Linked DNA regions of Mus musculus: region 1 is linked to region 2. Evidence: chromatin contacts called from public Hi-C data. All regions are on one chromosome and are shown on one strand. Each heading gives the region's core, a stretch centred on a gene start, on an enhancer-like site or on the middle of the called end of the contact. The rest is flanking DNA. Distances are from core to core; before and after follow the strand shown. Region 1 holds the start of Itm2a (integral membrane protein 2A). Region 2 holds the start of Gpr174 (G protein-coupled receptor 174).

The links. A called contact is a pair of places that touch in the nucleus more often than the background predicts.
Region 1: a Hi-C map of B cells shows a contact between it and region 2, with 15 read pairs. The contact joins the promoter of Itm2a here to the promoter of Gpr174 in region 2. A contact is called at or near these places in 1 of 39 promoter capture datasets (pre-B cells), 2 of 484 Hi-C or Micro-C datasets (B cells and LSK cells), 1 of 115 datasets of contacts at active chromatin or transcription factors (memory CD8 T cells) and 1 of 9 other capture datasets (liver).

Annotation. Positions count from the first base shown.
Region 1 is chrX:107,401,303-107,405,140 of GRCm38.p6, reverse strand. Itm2a (integral membrane protein 2A) reads left to right here and starts at 1,781. Exons shown (of 6, transcript NM_008409.2): 1 at 1,781-2,035. The coding sequence starts at 1,925.
Region 2 is chrX:107,254,252-107,258,537 of GRCm38.p6, reverse strand. Gpr174 (G protein-coupled receptor 174) reads right to left here and starts at 2,660. Exons shown (of 5, transcript NM_001358747.1): 1 at 2,422-2,660; 2 at 2,039-2,142.

The DNA.
Region 1 (3,838 bases), core at 532-3,031, 150 kb before region 2:
ACCAAACGTTCTCTTTGGTAGTTATCAGAGTTTGGGTCTCTTCTTTGAACAAATGGAAAAAAAAATTCCTGCTCCTCCTGCCTTACCGCATTTCAGGACAGAAAATAGCATCTTGTTATCTGATCAGCTGCTTGCATTTAGTAGGTAAGTGTGTGGAAATAGGTATGCATTCAGTGATGCAGGTGGTGTGGGTCAGTGTAGTACAGATCCTAACTAAGTGGTCATAAAGGTGAATCCCAACAGAGGGCAACTGAAAAGAGAAACATACCGGGAAAACTGAGGTTTTCTATGCCAAAACTAAGGATTGCCTGACAAATGTTGAATTATGATAGTCAGACTTAGGTAAAAAGTGAAAGAGCAAAAGATGCCAGTATTTCTAAGTAAACTCTGACATCCTGCTTCTAAGGTCCTGACCCTGTGCAAGGCACAAGCTCCTTACTGTTCCTCTCCATCCACCTTCCCATCTGTGACCTATCAGAGAATATGAACTCTGTCTTTGCAAAGCCCCCACAGTCAAGACAGGAGAGGGCTTTAGAGGCAAAACAATCTCCATGGGAAAAACTCCAAGTTAGAATTTCTTGGACAGAAGGGAAGCAACTCAGCATATTCAAGTCTGTTCAGTTAAGTTGATGAGTAGGTGGGGAATTCTCTAGTAAAACGGTGTTTTGTTTTGTTTTGTTGGGGCTTTGTTTTGTATTGCTCCCTTCATACAACAGACCTCTATTCTGTTTTATGTAGCAAGACTATTTATAAACTCTCTACCACCAACTCTAAATCACCAGCCACCACAGCTTGAATTTCATTAGTTAGGCTCTTTATGTCACCAGTTTAAGAGAGCTGACTGAAGAAACACTTTAACTCTACTAGACGGATATCCATGTAAATCTTCACAATGCTTTGTAAGCCAGTCCGTCAGATAGTTTTCCTATGAGAGCCACACCAGCATCTGGTTATATTGTGTATGCCCTACATCCCTGAACACATAGGTACACACACCCCTGCTTCCCCCTACCCACCCCCCGCTGGTTACACAGCTGGTGGCTGAAGAGAAACAGGCTCTGGGCTGAGACCTTACTCTGGCTATCCCGATCAGGGAGAAAGAAATCTGGGTTATTTCACTGATTCATTAGGAAAGAGCTTTCTACCCTCCCTTCTCTGGATCTTATCATGTCCTGTCTGCAAAATGAGGAGTTAGGGAGACAAAAGCCCCGTCTTCCTCATCTAACATTGCTTTAAGTTGGAAAAATAAAATTATAAAAGAAAACAAAAAGCATGAAAGGAAAAACAATGTTGGACTATGAAACAAGCAACTACAAACTGACTTCTGGGTGTTCTTTAAACGGAAGATAGTCTAAAGGTGTAGAACAGTCAGGGAACTGTGCTTTCTGGCCTGGGTGGGTTGCAGAACTCAGAAACCTTGGGTTGGCTCCAAGTTACAGTCCCTGGCCCCGCGGGGGGCCAGGCCCAAGTTTGGGAAAACAGAGTCAGGGGCTATTGTGGTCCAGACAGAAGCAGAAAGACACGACAGGCAAGCTTCCTTCCTGCCTTGCTCTTATCTGAGGGTGCAGAAGGCAGTAGGAGCATGCCTGGGGTGCAGGTGAGGCATGTCTACCCTAAGCCGGCCATCAGCTCCAGTTCCCCTCTCTTTCCAACTAAGCAGCTACCCACCCCCACTCGGTTGCACTGCAGAGCTCGGGCCCCCTCCCGCTCCTCCCTCAGCACCTCCCTGGCCCCGCCCACCCTCTCCCACCCAGCCTGGGACTGCGTCATAAGTAAGCCCAGACCTGAGCTCGCTGCTGCCTGTGGAAGACTGGGAGAGGAGACACTAAGTGCTGCTCAAGCAAGCGCGATCCTCTCCTCTTTCAACCTGCAGCCCAAGATACTGATTCGAGCCGCGCCTTACCGCGCAGCCCGAAGATTCACCATGGTGAAGATCGCCTTCAACACCCCTACGGCGGTGCAAAAGGAGGAGGCGCGGCAAGATGTAGAGGCGCTCGTCAGTCGCACTGTCCGAGCTCAAATCCTGACTGGCAAGGTAGTTCCCACTGGGCCCACCTCTGTCTTCTGGGGTTTGGGGATGGAGAGAAAAGGGGGAATATGCAGGTGCAGAGAGTAAACTGTTGGCTGCCCTGCAGCGGAGTTCCAGGCAGGCCAATCTGCATTGAGTTGAGTGGGTCACCTTTTACTCTGCTTCAACTTATTCCCTCTGCATCCATGCGATTCTATCGCTTAACACCACCTACCCCAGGGAAGTTGTTGGAAGGAGTTTGAAGAAATTCCTGCATGTCATTTGTTCTGAGAAATGGGTTATGGAATTATCCAGAGAAGCAATTATAGCTACAGGGGCCGAGCAGCCACACGGAGTGAACAAGGGCAAGAGACTTAACTGTTCTTTATTTTTGACATGGGTAAAGTTATATGAATCTCTGTCTTTGTAGGACTGCTTTTGTGGCGGTTGAATGGAGGCAAGGGGCAGCCTGAACTCCAAACTGTATGTTCTGGGGAAAGTGTGTTTCTGCACGCGCATGAGCGCGCGCGCGCGCGCGTGTGTGTCTGTGCACGCGCGCGCGCACACCACCCCCCCACACACACAATTTTAGTTAGTGTTAAGGGTTAGATAATGGAGCTATTAAAACATATATTGGTTTTAATTCTTGATAAATCACGTTTAAAAATAAAATTTGAGATCTTATTGTTTTGGTTGTTATTATTTTTTACTTTTTATTATTTTTTTAGCAATATCCCTCATATAGCCATGTGAAGCATATCCATGTTGCTATTTAAACAATTCATTTTCCAGGCACTGGAGAAGTTCTCTCTTCCTAGGTTGTTCATCTAGACAAATTTATATTTCCTTTTAATGCCAACCATGTTTGTAGTGTCGATAAACTCTTTTTCCTCAGTTAAATCTTAGTTTGAAAAAGTGATAATATTTTCTTCTACTTCTGTGGAATCTGCAGTACTGGAGCTCGATCTGCCTTAACTTGTCCTGGTGTCTTTAGAGAGTTTTCTCTTCTAGGTTCAGACTGGATATTTGAAAAGTGCTTTGAGTGACATCTGAATGCATATAGTAAAACATAATTATGCATACAATTTGGAATGCCAATGTGCGCTGCCGCAGAACTTTCATCATGGAAACTTCCGATATTTAACTGCAATCAAACTAGCTTTTGTGTATCACACATTTTAGAACTCAAAAGTAACACCCCCCTTGCATTGTTGAGGTTTTAATTAAATGACACAAGGTCAAAAATATGTAGTTGTCTTCCTACTAACTTTGTAAATGAAACACGGCCAGATTTGAGGGGAGGTCTAAGGAGATGCCAGTTGTTAAAAATAGCCACACAGTAATCCTTTTTTCCCCTCGCCACCAAAAACTTCATGACTTGTAGAAAGATTCAATTAATATGTAATACTTCTGCCAGTCCTGTGGTGTGATGGGGACTAAATAAAAACAAACCTTTCACTTGATTATATTTTTTGTTAGGTTTCAGAGAAGCGGCAATAGAATCCTGTCCTGGCCCCCTTTGTCAGTAAAACATGACACATTACTTTGCGATATATGGATTAGGTCTGATCAACAGAGAATGAACACATTGGACTGATATTGGCAAGTGATATACAGTAACTTTTAAAATACACTTCAAAAAGAAATTAGCTATGATAATCAATTCGTTCAACTACACCGAATCTCACAAAGTTAAACGAAAACAAAAGAAATCCTTGTTCCTCCTAAATAGGGACCTCTAGTGAAACCGAGACCCTCATACTTTAGCCATACTAAACAATAAACTTCCTGAATTATTGGAAAAGAGATATGAAATTACAGTTCAAATTG
Region 2 (4,286 bases), core at 1,411-3,910:
GTGGTAAAATATAAGCAACTTTACATCTCAAAACACAAAGAAGAACCACTAGTTCCTACAAATGGCCAGATTCCAGTGCATTTTTATTCTTTTCCTAGGAGGCTGATTTTTGAGAAACTAGTCATAAAGGGAAATACATTTTATTTGTTTGTTTTGTTTTTCTTTTTTAGAGACAGGGTTTCTCTGTATAACTCTGGTTGTCTTGGAACTCACTTTGTAGACCAGGCTGGCCTCGAACTCAGAAATCCGCCTGCCTCTGCCTCCCGAGTGCTAGGATTAAAGGTGTGCGCCACCACACCTGGCTGGAAATACATTTTAATAGGTAAGAGAGATTGGATGGTTTGCACTCCATTTCACAGGACTGCATAGTAGTCACAGAAAGGAGTTAAATTCTATTTCTGCTTTTTGTAATCTGATTGATATGAGAAGAGAGAGCACAATATCAGCAAAAGAGAAAATACATACTATTTTCTCCCATCAATTTCAGCTGCCCAGCAGAAAGAGAGTTAAATTCATGAGTCTTCTGGTAAAAGTAAGCATTTTGGAACAGGTAGTGTCTCATTTTTGTTTCTTGAGAGTTTTTTTCTGCCAGTACAATACCCAGCACCATATTGCACTGTCCCCCACCAGAATAAATGCATTTGATGCATTTACCATAATAAGATTACTGCAAACAGAAAAAGGAAGAACATGTTTACTCAAGAGCAAAATGAAATTTCTGCAATGAACACAAACTTCTCAGAGAACGGCTTTTATGAATATTCAGCAATGTGGCTAGCATAATGTCTGCTTAGGCTAACGAGTTTCAATTATTTCTATAAGATGGATGCATTTCCTGAATAGCTGAAGTTTACAAAAGCTGGAGGAAAGAAATATTCTCGGCTGAATGACTAAAGCTCTCTGAAGTAGCCACTTTTGCTTGTTCAATAACATTATAACTTTACTTCCATGGAAGATCACACCAGTATAAAAGCAAATCAAAGAACCTCAATCTTTACAGCAAAGCAAGCAGATACCTATTTGGGGTCCAATCCTTGGTCATATTCCACATTCCTCTGCATCCCTTCCCTCACCTCAGATAGGAATTCACCTTTTATTTATTTATTTTTAAATCTCTGGATACAGCTCCTAATAGTTGTATACCAGTGATAGCTTCATATTTGTCTAAAGTCACAAGGCATCTTTCTTTATATTTCCAATCAAGAAAAAAATAAACAAAAAAATTTATAAGCAACGCACTTACATTTTGTAGAAAACAAGTTAATTCAATTATACTGATCAGAAATATAAATTAAACCCTTTTTGTTGTTTTTATTGTACTAGTGTTGCTCTGATAAGTATAGTTTATCTAAAAGAAGCAGAAAAGCTGTGCCTGTTTGTGTTTCTTATTTTCCTCCTCTCACTTTATAAATACATCTTTTCTTCTAGACTGCTCTTTTGATAGTAGAATCTCTCTAAAGTTACTTATAACTATACTTTACTTCTACAATAAAAATATGTAACTCACACAGAGAGGAGAATGAATTCATGCTGCTTAACATCTTGAGATACTGTACTTATCATTTTCGAAAGCATTTTGAAAGAGGCAATGAATCAACTATTTTTTATCTTTCAACAGTTTAAGAAAAAACATCACCAAAATATTATAGCAAAATATAGATGAAAATATCCCCGTATGTTTCTGCAAGTAATCTTTCTTAATGCAAGCTAGGTTAAATTACAAATATTTATAGTCCTATTTTGTCTGGTATCAGTTGTGCTAAATACATTATTACACAAAGAAATATTCCATTTCAAACTTACATTTTACCAAGTTTGAAGCTATATTCTTCTTCCCACCTGAAGCAGACAATCATATAATTATTTTTGCTTGTGCAAATTCCAAGAAAATGACCTTTGTGGATGGTCCAAATTCATTATATTCATAACTATTTAGATCTGACAGATTAGCTAGAACCTGGTGCCAACTGTCCAATTCTAGATATCAAGGGTGAAAGGCATATCAGAGCTAATTATTCATTAACAATTTGGAGCCTACCGTTTCAGTTTCTTTCTCTTTTCTCCAGAAGTCTCCAAAGAATTCATGTGACAGCCACTCCAATGAGGATGCTACTGATCTGTGCATTGATCCAGCTCCGTTTTCTGAAAACAACCAATCCAATCTTCATTTACTCTCCCCCAAAAAAGCAGTGAAGGAGAAGAGGGAGGAAGAGGGAAAGAGGGGGAGGGAGGGAGGAAGAAAGGGAGGGAGGGAGGAAGGGAGGGAAGGAGAGAGAGAGAGAGAGAGAGAGAGAGAGAGAGAGAGAGAGAGAGAGAGAGAGAGAGAGAGAAGAGAGAGAGAGAGAAGAGAGAGAGATGTAACAATAGAAAAATGATGAAGGGAAAAGGGGAAAAGGCAGGTTTAAAAAAGTTCAGGATTACCAAACCACTACCATGTTGGAAAATATGGTAGTGAGTTGTCAGAGTGAAATATGCAAGCTGTTCTGAATACATTGAAGATTTCCGTTTTCAAGTGGGTGAGCAGATCTCTCTCTCCCTCCCTTCCCCTTTCCTCCCTCCTCTCTCTCTCTCTCTCTCTCTCTCTCTCTCTCTCTCTCTCTCTCTCTCTCTCTCTCTCCCTCTCTCTCTCTCTCTCTCTCTCTCTCTCCTTTCTCATTAATGATACAAGGCTATTCAACAGGCTGAACATAGTGCCTGCAAAGCTTCATATTTAGCAGAAGAAACACTCCTTTCTAATTATAGGGTCACACAGAATTGTCTTCTAGTTTTGTGGTTGCACTGAGCTTTGAGTCTGAGATAACACTGAGACTGTTAACTGAGTCATTTGCAGAAGAAGCTAGGTGCCTTCTGGTCCCTTTTATAGATACCAGACCAACACAACCTTCAGTATGATGCCTTTCCCCAGCTCTGCACTTTTGTTTCAGTATTTAAATGGACATTTCTCTAAGTATACGGTAGATTCTAATAGTAAATGTCAGGGAGAGAATGATCTCTGCCTAGAACATTCCTAAATATACAAGCCTGTGACATTGACACTGAAATAAATACTCTACTTCTTAAGAGATATTTTGAATTATAATCACCTTTTAACTTCCTGTTCACCATTCTTTGTTTTCCTCAGTGTCCCTGTGATCAGAAAGTGTAGATAGGCCTCCATTTCCTCCTAGTGGTTAGAGAATTTCCAGTCAAATGGGGCCAGTTTTATGTAAAATATAGACAGTTCCTCAGGTTCTTGAGGATGATGTTCCAAGGAATGTAAGCCCAGTATCTAAGCCCAGCGCCACACTTCATGAAGCATCAAACACTTTCCACACCAACATGGGAAGATGAGGAGGAGGAAATCTGCAAACCCTGACTAGTCATTCCATATCAGAGCAAACAAAGTTTCCACTTAAGCCATAAGAGAGATGAAGGCTAGTGCAAGTTCAGTCTCAGGCTTGAACATAACCTGTATGGTGTAGTTTAGGGAGTGTGTGAAGGCCTTCTGCCTCAAAGGACTCTTATACTGAGCTTGAGAGATTAGTTGGTCTTCTGGAAGTAAACATTTCTGAGATCTTGATTTTAAATTTTTAATGCTCAAAAATAGAAAAATAGTCTTATTAAGAAACTTTGGTGAATATATTAATTCAAACTAGAAAGAAATTTGTAGCAGGAGTGGGATATATTATAAACCTAGAGACAGACCAATGGGAAAACTGATCTGCTCAAGACTTGTTACAATGCCAATGATCTCTAGTGTCAAATATATATATAGGGATAGAATTTCAGTATATATATATATATATAGGAGTAATCAAAATATGCATTAACCAAGATATGGGTACAGAAGAATGAAATATGTTACCCCTACTTTAGCTTTTTACTTTGTATTCTGGGATCTGGGATGCCATAAGGGATACTTTTCTTGTTTATTTAAAGTGGATTTTCCACAGCAATGATCTCAGCCCTCCCATAGGCTTACTTCATTCTATTCTAGACATACTGAATCCTTGCTATGTGTAAACACAGTAGATCAAAAAGAGGTGGGGAGAACAAAATGGTGAGCAAAGGATGGGAGGTAAGATGATGGGGAAGGAAAGGCTGCCAGCTCCAGCAGCTTTCTGCAGTCTCATCAGACAGGTAAGGTATTTTGAAATTTTCTCAAATACAAGACAACATGAATGTGATAAGTATCTAAGAATGTCAAATCTAGTTCTGTAAGATATAGGAGGAATCTAAGCATCCAGAAGAGCTACTGTAAGGGATAGGATTTCAGTAAAAAAGCTGGTCAAGTCTTCCAGTAGGAG